2 separate regions of the Cricetulus griseus genome follow, and region 2 is linked to region 1. The links are chromatin contacts, called in public Hi-C maps. All regions are on one chromosome and are shown on one strand. Each heading gives the region's core, a stretch centred on a gene start, on an enhancer-like site or on the middle of the called end of the contact. The rest is flanking DNA. Distances are from core to core; before and after follow the strand shown.

Region 1 (5,316 bases), core at 1,116-3,615:
ATACAAAAAGGTTATAACTAACACAAGAAAAACTATATACGATAAGTACAAAAAGTATATACAATATATACAAGCAACACACACACAAATGAGTATTTAAAAAAAACATTCTTTTATAAAATGCCATTCAAAAAGCAATTTAGGGAGAGAGGAGGAGGAGGGAGAAGGAGGAGGAGGAGGCCGCCGGGTGGTGGTGGCTCACGCCTTTAATCCCAGCACTGGGGAGGCAGAGGCAGGTGGATCTATGTGAGTTCGAGACCAGCCTGGTCTACAAGAGCTAGTTCCAGGATAGGCTCCAAAGCCACAGAGAAACCCTGTCTCAGAAAAAGAAGAGGAGGAGGAAGGAAGAGGAGGAGGAGGAGGAGGAGGAGGAGGAGGAGGAGGAGGAGGAGGAGGAGAAGGGACAAAACTAGTAACAGCAACAGCTCTAGACACTCATCAGTCTCTAGTGGTGGCTCTAGCCACCTGCAAGCCAGACCTGGAGGACTGAAGATGCAAGTTCTCCATCAGCCTGGCATGGCTGACCTAACTGCACCAGGGCCCCGCCTCTCTCTGGGATTCTGGGCCACCATCTTAGAAGACCTCATTGCCCTGCTCCCAGATCCCATTCATCTCATGCAAGGAACAGCCAAAGGCCCCTTATCCGCCCTGGGCAGCTCAAGGTGCCTCTTCCAGGAAGCTTTGGTCCCTGAAGGATCTGGACTCTCTGCTGGAATTCAGGTGTGTCTCCACCCCCAGAGTCCCGATAGCTTTTCAAGAAAGTGGAGAATCTGACGAAAGGCCTCTCACACAACCATTGACATGCCCAGTCTAGAGGCTTCCCAAGTCAAGACACATTCCCAGAAAAACAGGAAATCACATGACTCTGGGCATCTGGGGATGTGGGGACCAGCACCTGCCTTCACTGGAGTGCCCCTCCTATCCTCATTACTCACCTGTTTCTTCTTCAGCTTGGAGATCTGCTGCTCCACCATGGTGATCTCACGGTCCACGCGGTCCATGTTCTGGATCAGCTCCTCCTTGGACAGCCGAGAAGGTGCCAGATCCAGCTCAGGGTCGGCGTGCGGGGGACTGGGAGGTGACACAGGCTCCAGCTTGCCCGACAGGCTACGGTCCTGTAGGTGGACAGGAGCAGAATGTGCTCACCCAAGTGACCCTGGCACCTCTTTTCCCGCTGTGACTTCAGGCTGCAGCACACCAGCTTCCTATCCCAAACAGTCACAACTGGGCATGTAGATAGAGCCTGCCTGGGCCAGGCCACCTTTCCCATGGCTGTGGTCTCTAAAGGCAAATTCCAGGAGGCTGTGATGCCACCTGAGCAATGACAGTCCCTATTGCTTCCTCCTGGTTATCTCTTTCCTATGCCTCCAGAACAGAAATAAGGCCAACAGTGACCCCTCCAGACCAGTCCCATATGCCCTCCACAGGTACATGACAGTCTATGCAAACAGTCTACAGACCCTAAACTGGCGCAGTCAGCTATTCAGAAAACATACCTGTCATAACACATAGGAGCCAGCAGAGTCACCGGGACTCACTTCTTTTCTCTATGCAGTGCTAGGGTTGGAACCCGGGACCTTACGTATGCTAAGCAAGCGCTCTACCACAGACCTATCACCTAAGTCATTTTTTACTTTCAATCTTATAAAAATTTATTTTATGAGTATTTTGTCTACATGTATGTACATGCACCACGTGCACACCCAGTCCCTTCAAAGGAGGGGGTCAGAACCCCTGGAACTGGGGTTACAGACAGTTGTGAGCCATGTGGATACTGGGAACCAGACCTGGGTCTTCTACAAGTGCTCCTGGCTGCTGGGCCTTCTCTCCCTGTTGCCCAGGATGTCCCTGAATTTGAGATCCTCATGTCTCAGCCTCCCGAATACAGGGATGATGGTCCCGTTCCACCACATCTGGCTCTTATTCATGTATGGGAATCTTTCATGGGGGCTGCTAAGGGCTTCTCCTCCCTGAGGCTGAATGTGGTATCTCACTCATGGCCCTGAACCTGGCTCCTCCATGGTTTCCTCTGTTCTCTAGCTAGAGTCAGAGACCACCCAGGTTGCACTGGGATGCTCTAGGAACAAGGAGGTTAGAAAAACAGCCTAATTCTCATCTATACAGTGCCAGGCTCCAATCCCAGGCCCTCTCAGTAGGACTCAGCTCTGTGACCTCAGATAGTACACGGGTGCTGCCTGCCTCAGTGTCCCTATCTGTACAATGCAGAAGGAAAGAGGCAGGAGTAATTTCACCTCTACAGTGAGTTGTAAGCCTGGTACATTCAAAATGCACAACCCAGAGTCTAGAAAAGTCTGTCCCTACCCTGGCTCCCAGCAAGGCCAGCCCCACCCTGCTTCCCTCTGGGCCAAGGCAGCAGCTGCTGGCAGGCATGGCCAGGCAAAGTCAGCGGCTATTCCCCACCCCCAAGCAGCTGTATTCTATGGACACAGGACACTTTATTCCTGGGAACAACTGCAGCCTGGGCAACCAGGTGCCCCACCTACCCCCACCCCCACTCCTCTTGTAACTAGAAGAGCCTACAACTTCTTTTTGTCCTCCTCTTTAGGGGTCCCTGTCCCCATCAGTTCACTCCCAGCCCAGCACTTTGCCCCTGGTCTCATTCGGCCATCTAACATATGAGGACAGAGGGACATGGCACACTGGGGACTGAGGACTTAAGGCTCTCCTCCCCACAGAATCCTCCAGGGTACTGTCTCAATATGCATCTGGAAACAGAAGGTGGTGGTGAGTATGATTCCCCTGAGCCCAGTGGTCATATTATCCCCTCTGCTCTGTTCCCCACAAGCAGAAGGGAGGGAAACAGAAAGAGAATAGGGGCCAACTTGAAACCATGGGCCAAACTCTTTGCAGCCCAGGATGGTCTCCAAAGCCATCCGTCTATAGAAGGTTCTGTCCTTCTGAGTCTGAGGCAGCACAGTTTAGAAGACACAGCTGGCAACCCCAGCCACACCCCAAGGCTGAGCCCCACTTCCTGAACCAGCTGGATCAGGCTGTCTTTCATGGTGGCTCATCCTTGGAAGCAGGCATGAAATAACCCAACCCACACCCCCCACAGTGCACAAACACACAGCAGGTCCCCGTTGCTGATCCAAACACTCCCACATAATAGGCCACAAGAACAAAGGCCATGGACTGTGAAACACAATCACAGAAACATCCAGCAGGGGAGAATCCACCCACCAAGACAGTCTACAGGGCTGGGGGAAGCCATGCGAATGACTCCTTCACAGATGTAGGGACTCTTTTTGGGGGGAATGGTGAGAGGAAGGGGGGCAACACCCTGACTCTTGACTGTCCTACTGGTTCCTTCACAAACAGCAAGCCAATGGTGGGAGCAAGTCAATGCCCAGAATGAGGGCACCTGGCAGGCTAGCCTATGTGTCAGGTGACTGCTTGCTCACCCTCCCGTGGGTCCCAAGCCCAAGGACAGACAAGCCCTGAGTTCAACAAGAAACCAGGTGGCAATTTAGTTCTCTCCCCAGAGTCTCCTTCCTTGTCAGTCATAATCTCCCCTGTCAGTCAATCTTCCCCCAGTCCACCAACCAGCCCCTCCCCAGTCCACCAGTCAGTCAAACAGACTCTCCCCAGACAGCCAGACAGCCTCCGCTGAGTCAGTCAGTCTTCCTTGCCCCATGCCTAGACAGAAAGCTTCAAGACAGCAATAAGAAATTTTCAGTTTCTGACAAAGACCTGTCACAAAAGGCCTCAGGCTAAGGTCTGTGGCCAGCCAAGCCAGCTAAGCAGCAGGTTCCAGGCCAGAGTGCGGGATCAACAGAAGAAGCTGCAACTGGAGAGCAGGGAGGGAGGACTTGCTTTCTGCTGTTCTCAGACCTGTGTGGGGTACGGGGTGAGGGTATCCAGAGTTCCGCATTCTATCTTTTACGCACTCTAAGAAGCGGGATGGGCCACGCTGACGTCAGCCACCTGGGCAGAGCTCAGCCTGAAGCTACCAAGCCTGGACTTCATTACAGATGCCAGGGTTCAGGGTTTGCATTTAAGCTGGTGTCCCAGGCCCCAACCACCCAAAGATTTTTCAGAGAAGGTTCTGCAGTGACATCTCAAGTCCCCTAAAACAAAGCTCAATGAACTCCCAAGCACTGGGAAGCCTGAGCAGGAGGGCACTACTGCCAAACGAACTCCCCCCAAATCCCTGCTCCTGCCTCCAGCTGGAGTCCTCACAAACCACATTTGCTCTGAAGAGCCGTGTACATTCCATCCACACCCACCCAGTCCCTCTGGAGCTTGGCTCCAGCCCAGCCGGGGCCCAGGCAGGGGGAGAGAGGGACAGATGGTGGGACAGAGAGAGACAGAGACACACCATCAAGCAAAGAGACAGAATGAGAGTCAGAGAGGTGAAGCAGAGAACTTTCTAAAGGGGGTATGTGCTGGCTAGTTTTATGTCAACTTGATGCAAGTTATAGTCATCTGAGGAAGGACTCTTGACTGAAGAAATGCCTCTGTAAGATCTGGCTGGATGCAAATCTGTGGGGCATTTTCTTAATTAGTGACTGTTGGGAGAGGGCTCAGCCCATTGTGGGTGGGGCCATCCCTGGGCTGGTGGTCCTGGGTTCCATAAGAAAGCAGGCTGAGCAAGCCATAAGGAGCAAGCCAGTAAACAGCACCCTTCCATGACCTCAGCACCCTTCCATGACCTCTGCCTCCAGGTTCCTGCCCTGTTTGTTCCTGTGCTAACCTCCTTTGATAATAAACAGTGATGTGGAAGTGTAAGCTAAATTAACCCTTTTCTCCCAAGGTGCTTTGGTCATGGTGTTTCATCACAGCAATAGTCACCCTAAGACAGGGTGACAGGAACATTTGAGCCACAAGTGGTTGCACTAGATGACTGTGAGGACAAGACACTCAGAAGAGCCCAAGGCTAGGACTGGGACACTCTGGCAAGCAGCTGGTGATAGCAGAGGATCATATTAACATGGAGACACCCACCTGCTACCCAGCTGTGGAGACCCACCACTAAGAGGCCATGCACAGCCCCTCAAGGGCAGGCTCAGGGCTAACAGGGGTCCTAGGATGGGAAGAAGAGCCTCCAGGAGCTTCAAGCAGGGATCTCCTATGTTGGCCCCATAGGGCTTTCTTTGCATATGACAGGGTCTGAAGATGTACACTCAGTGTTAGCCTGTTGTCCCCTTAGCCTTCCTGGGCATACCTCTTCCTTGCTGACCACCCCTAGCCTGGGGCTGCTTGATTCATCTGCTTGGGTACAAGGCAGGAAGACCCCACCCCACTGTCCTGAGTGGCCACTTCCCCCTCAAGCCTAGTCCCTAGCTGCCACACACC
Region 2 (5,316 bases), core at 1,957-4,456, 140 kb after region 1:
CATGAATTTGGGCCATAGTTTTCTTCAATGTAAAATGGGGCTATTGATAACATTTACCAATCACAGGTTGTCTCAGTTAGTTCCAGACTCAAGGTGCTGCATAACAAAAGATCCCCACACTCAGTGGCCCCTACAACCATCCTTCATCATCATAGCCCCCTCTGCCCAGGGCTGGGCTTCAGTGATCATTCCGTGTCACCTGCTTCTCACCCTGAAAGGTTCTATGCATGGGGTCAAGGTGTGTTATGTTGCACACTGTGACATAGGTGGAGACTATACAAAGTCTCTTAAGGACTAGACAAACATAGCACTCATTGCTTCTGTGAGCAGACTGTTCCCCTAACATGAGAGGTAGGAACCTCACCATTTTGTGAATGAAGAGTTGGGTCCACAGCAAGACACCTCTGTAGGGAGACACCGTAACCATGCCTCCTAAGGGCTGGCTACAGGTGTGCCTGACCACGCTTGTCAAGGTGTGATCAAGGTGAGGTCTGAATGACTCGGCATGGGCTCTTAAGGGACCACGGGCAGATGGGAGCTCCTCTTCTTCTTCACACCTCTGTGACTACCCTCATGCTAATTCAGTCAATGCCTGCACGGGGCAAGCATGTAGCCCCTGGTTATGTACATGCTGCACAGCAAGACATGAGGCATACTCCTCACTCAAATGTGACCTAGTGGGAACATGGCTGCTCTGTCCGCTGCTGCCCCAGCACCCACGGCACGGCCCAGGACAAGCCAGCTGCTTGGCAAGTACCAGATGGGAGACTCAGTGGCAGAAACCTCTTAATGGTCACAATTTATGCCTGCTCTGGTCCTCTATCTCTAGGGCGGATGACTGTCCATCTGTTCCCCGATGGACAGCGCAGCCAGAGCTCTTGTGGGGGAGAATGTCCTCACATTTTGGGGCAGACCCACTGCCGGAAGCCATGTGTGTTTAAGGCTTATGACCATGGAGCGCACGCAAACGCTCAACCCCCTTAATAAGATGCAATCTGCCACAGACCACCCTGAGGATGTGTGAGTAAGCTCACCTGGGACAGGACCAGCCTCCCTCACTGGCCTGCAAAGGCAGGAGCTAAATGTCTCCGTCACTGGGATTTGAGGTGACCGTTTGCCGATCAGTGTTCTGGAGGAGGTCTGCCAGCCAGGCTGTGGCTCATTGTCAGTGATTGCGTAACATTCATGAGGCCCCAGGTTCCATCCCAGCAGTGTAAAAAAAAATTGTGTGTTTCGGTGGGGAGGGGGGGTATGGCAAGTGCTTAAGATGGAAGCTTGGGAGTAGGAGAGCCCGAGCTGGAGTCTATAGGAGACACTCAGCATGGATGCTCAGGATGAGTGGTCACAGTAGAAGTGGGGAGGCCATCAGGAGTGGGGTGTGGAGAAATGGTGTCCCAAGATAACGAGATGGGTTAAAGGCCTGACTGGCAGGGCTGGCAGGGGGTATGGGGACTGAGCTAAGGCTGATGTTCAGGGCTGGGGACAAGATGTGTTGGGACCAGGCTATGTCAGTGGAGTGTACGGAGCGTGAGCAGATGTGCACCTGACAATGTCGCTGGGTGATACAACGTCAGCCAGATAAGTGATCTCACCAGGACACCACTCTGGAATCCTGCAGACCCTTAGCTACTCCACAGTGTAGACACCCCAGTCACAAAGTCACCACTGTCCTTCCAAGGCCGTGTGGCTCAGAGCAGTGACTTGGAGACTGATGTTGTCCAAGGACAAGCTACCAGCAGCCGCTCAGTTCCCCAGAGACAACACGGTGACAGGAAGGGGGACCCTACCATCTGGCAGCCTCTTGGGCTGCAGAAAACACACGGCCCCATCGAGAGCCAGGGCACCCAGGCCACCTTCATGGCTATAGCTGAGAGCGGGATGCAGAGGGCAGCCATATCCTCTACTTGCCATGTGAAGCACAGGCCCAGCTGGTCCCACCACAGACAAGACCCCTCCTCCTTCAGACCCAGCCATCATCGGCATCCATCACTTCTGAGACAGAAATGAAGCTGCAGCTGTATCACCGTCCCAGGATCAGTGATCCTGCTCTGAAAACAAACGTCAGTTTTATGCTTGATATATCTGTGACTTTGCCGTGACATTTCCGAGGCGGCAGGAGGCCGTTACTGGGTGACAACGTTCTATTCCACTGACATTATCTCTTAATTATAATATGCGAGCAACGTGGAAAGATGGCCCATAAATAGCTCATTTGGGGCTCTGCTCTGCCACAGGCACCGTGCTGTGAACTGAGGGGCTCGCAAATGAAGTGTGTGTGGGGGGGTGTGAATGGCTGCAGGGGCGGGTGGCTGCATGTCCTGACTCAATGACAGTGTGCTCAGCCACATGGGTGTCAGGAAGTGAGGCATCGACTGAGCTTCCACCAGTCTCCCCTGGGTGTCTCCGTTGTCACCCCTGTCACAACAGCTCGCCACCACCAATCCCGAGAAGGAGTTTAATGTCTGGCACCGAGGGACAGGCATTGATCTTTATTTTTTTTTTTCTTCTAGGAAATTAATTCTGTGAGGAATTGTAGCCCAGGCCTGAACTCAGAGAGACTCACTCGCCTCCCTGAAGAGTAGGTGCCACAGCCTGGTAGGAGAGGAGGTACCATTATCCAGAACCCCCCATGCTCCATGCAGCTACTCTGTCTACCCAGCTTCTGGGCCAGGCTGTCTTTCCTACCTGCCTGCTGCAAATCACCTGCAGTGTGGAAACCCTTGGCCGGAGAGTTTCTACTTCAGTCCCAGATTCAAGTTCTGCCACTAGGCAAGACAGGATGCCTGGAACCTTCTGTGTGACCAATAGCGGCATCTGCTGGTGATATGTAGTATCACAGGGCAGCGTGCCTGGGTCTGCCCCAGGTCACAGGGTCTGTGCCACATTCTGTGACACAGCTGAAAACCATTTCCAACTGTCCTTGGCATAATGTCCATGCAATGTCCCTCTCGCCCACCCTCATCTGGACCCTGAAGTGGGCGGGGCAGGAAGTGGCTTTCCTGTGAGCTGGACGTGGGCATGGCGTGGTCACAGAGCCTGGCCCAGGGAGACACAATGCCATCCAGCCTCCATTCACAGGGCTGGCCGCCCACCCCTGCCTACTTGCTTGCCAAAGCTGATGTCATGGGGAAACCATGTCCTGCCCGCAAACAGCTGCTGCCCACAGTCTAAGACCAGAGACCCAAGAGTTGCACAAAGCTGGGTCAGAGAGGCCTGTGTGACATCATTGGGTCTCTGGCTCCTCAAACAGAAGACATTCCTGTGGCCCAGCAGAGGGCAGATGGTAGCCATAGACACAGAGGGAAACCAGAGAGGCCACTGTGCTGTGTCTATCAGCTTACAAGTCCTTGCCCTACACTAGGCCTTGCCTATCCATCTGAGGAGATGAGGTTGCAGGGGAGGGGTAAGGGTAGGGTGAAGTGGGGGAGGGGTGGCTTGGGTATGGAGTCCCATATCCTAAGTGAGCGAGGCAGGTGACAAGAAGATGAGAGAAATGGGCATAGTGGCCACACTGCAGAGACCTTCCTGCCTCCTACATGCTCCTCTAACCCTCTTTGTGCAAGCTGTGACCCCCAAAGCACATGGCCTGGAATGGCTCAAACCTGACTCCAGGATGGTACCATTTGTTGCCCCCAGCACCTCACTCCTCTAGCCCAGCTCCCCAGACTTCAAAGTGGGACAGCTCCCTTGAAGTTATATACACAACCCCCCACATTCTAGGGAATCCTGCCCACTCTCTTGCTGTCTCGCTCCATCCTGTGGCAGGCTCCGGGAGCCAGGCATTATTTTTAGACATATGACTCTTCCTGCCCTGCCCACCACTTGCCACCTGTCTGGAACAAGCCTGGACTAGACAGGCCTGGGCTCTTACCTAGCAGCCTGGCCTGGTAAACGGCACTCCGTCTAGAACAGCAGTTCTCAACCCGTGGGTCACAACCCCTTTGGCAAATGTCTATCTCTGAAATTATTTACATTACAAGTCATAACAGTTAGAAAAATACAGTTATGGCAGAGCAGTGATGGCTCATGCCTTTAATCCCAGCAATTGGGAGGCAGAGGCAGGTGGATCTCTGAGTTTGAGGCCTGTCTGATCTACAGAGTGAGTTCTAGGACAGCCAGGACTACACAGAGAAACCCTGTCTTGAAACAACAACAACAACAAAAAAGAAAAATTACAGTTATGAAGTAGCAATAAAAATAATTTTATGGTTTGGGGCTACCACAACACCACAACATGAAGAACTGTATTAAAGGGTCTCATGCATGTTAGGAAGGCTGAGAACCACTGTGCTGGACACAACTGGGATGCATTTGGGCACCCGACCCTCTAATCTCTCTTCCTCCCCAGGCTTCTTCTTTTTTTTAAAAAAATTAATTTATTTATTATGTATACAGTGTTCTGCCTACAGGCCAGAAGAGGGCACCAGATTTCATCATAGATGGTTGTGAACCACCGTGTGGTTGCTGGGAATTGAACTCAGATCCTCTGGAAGAGCTTCCAGTGCTCTTAACATGTGAATCATCTCTCCAGCCCCTCCCCAGGCTTCTTGGGGTCTCCTGCCTCAGCACCTGTCATGCTTCCCGATCTGGGTGGGAATTCTCTCTGGGGTCCTGGGAACCACACAGCAGCACAGGGGGCATGTCTGGGTACTGCACATAAAGGAACAAGCCGGGAGCACTCAAGAGCTGGACCAGGCTGCTGAGATGAAAATCTGTTCCCCTTTTACCAACCAGGAGACAGTGACGGTGAACTATGACCTCGTCTCTCTGTGCCTCAGTTTCCTCACTGGAAAAAATGAGAGGAATGATAACACCAGCACTTCCCCAAATCTTGACACAAAATACTGAACACATGTGGTAAATGTGGAACATTTATGTAGTAGACAACAAGTACTCAAATAACATCAGCATTCCAGGGACATAGAAACAGCCCAGCTTTGGTCTCACCAGTAATTTTTTTTTTTTTTTTTTTTTTTTTTGGTTTTTTGAGACAGGGTTTCTCTGTGTAGCTTTGGAGCCTATCCTGGCACTCGCTCTGGAGACCAGGCTGGCCTCCAACTCACAGAGATCCGCCTGCCTCTGCCTCCCAAGTGCTGGGATTAAAGGCGTGCGCCACCAACGCCTGGCCTCTCCCCAGTAAGTTTTAAATTATGTGTATGCTTATGTGTCTCTGTTTGTAACTGTGTGCACAGATGAGTGCAATGTGAGGCTGGTAGAGGGTATCAGAGCCCCCTGGATATGGAATTCTAGATGTTTTCGAGCCACCTGATGTAGATGGTAGGAACTGAACCTGGTTTCTCTGCTACAGCAGCAAGT

Evidence for each region. A called contact is a pair of places that touch in the nucleus more often than the background predicts.
Region 2: a contact with region 1 is called in a Hi-C map of liver, with 4 times the contacts expected there. The contact joins two enhancer-like sites. A contact is called at or near these places in 3 of 8 Hi-C or Micro-C datasets (the CHO-K1 cell line and liver).

Annotation. Positions count from the first base shown.
Region 1 is chr4:104,737,651-104,742,966 of CriGri-PICRH-1.0, forward strand. Ncor2 (nuclear receptor corepressor 2) reads right to left here. Exons shown (of 50, transcript XM_035443342.1): 8 at 936-1,115. Among named protein-coding and RNA genes, the nearest start is that of Ncor2, 67 kb to the right of the region's middle. Within about 2 kb of position 2,366, at least 2 of the 6 cell types and tissues checked have open chromatin away from gene starts, as enhancers often do.
Region 2 is chr4:104,880,580-104,885,895 of CriGri-PICRH-1.0, forward strand. No RefSeq gene overlaps it. Among named protein-coding and RNA genes, the nearest start is that of Ncor2, 76 kb to the left of the region's middle. Within about 2 kb of position 3,207, at least 4 of the 6 cell types and tissues checked have open chromatin away from gene starts, as enhancers often do.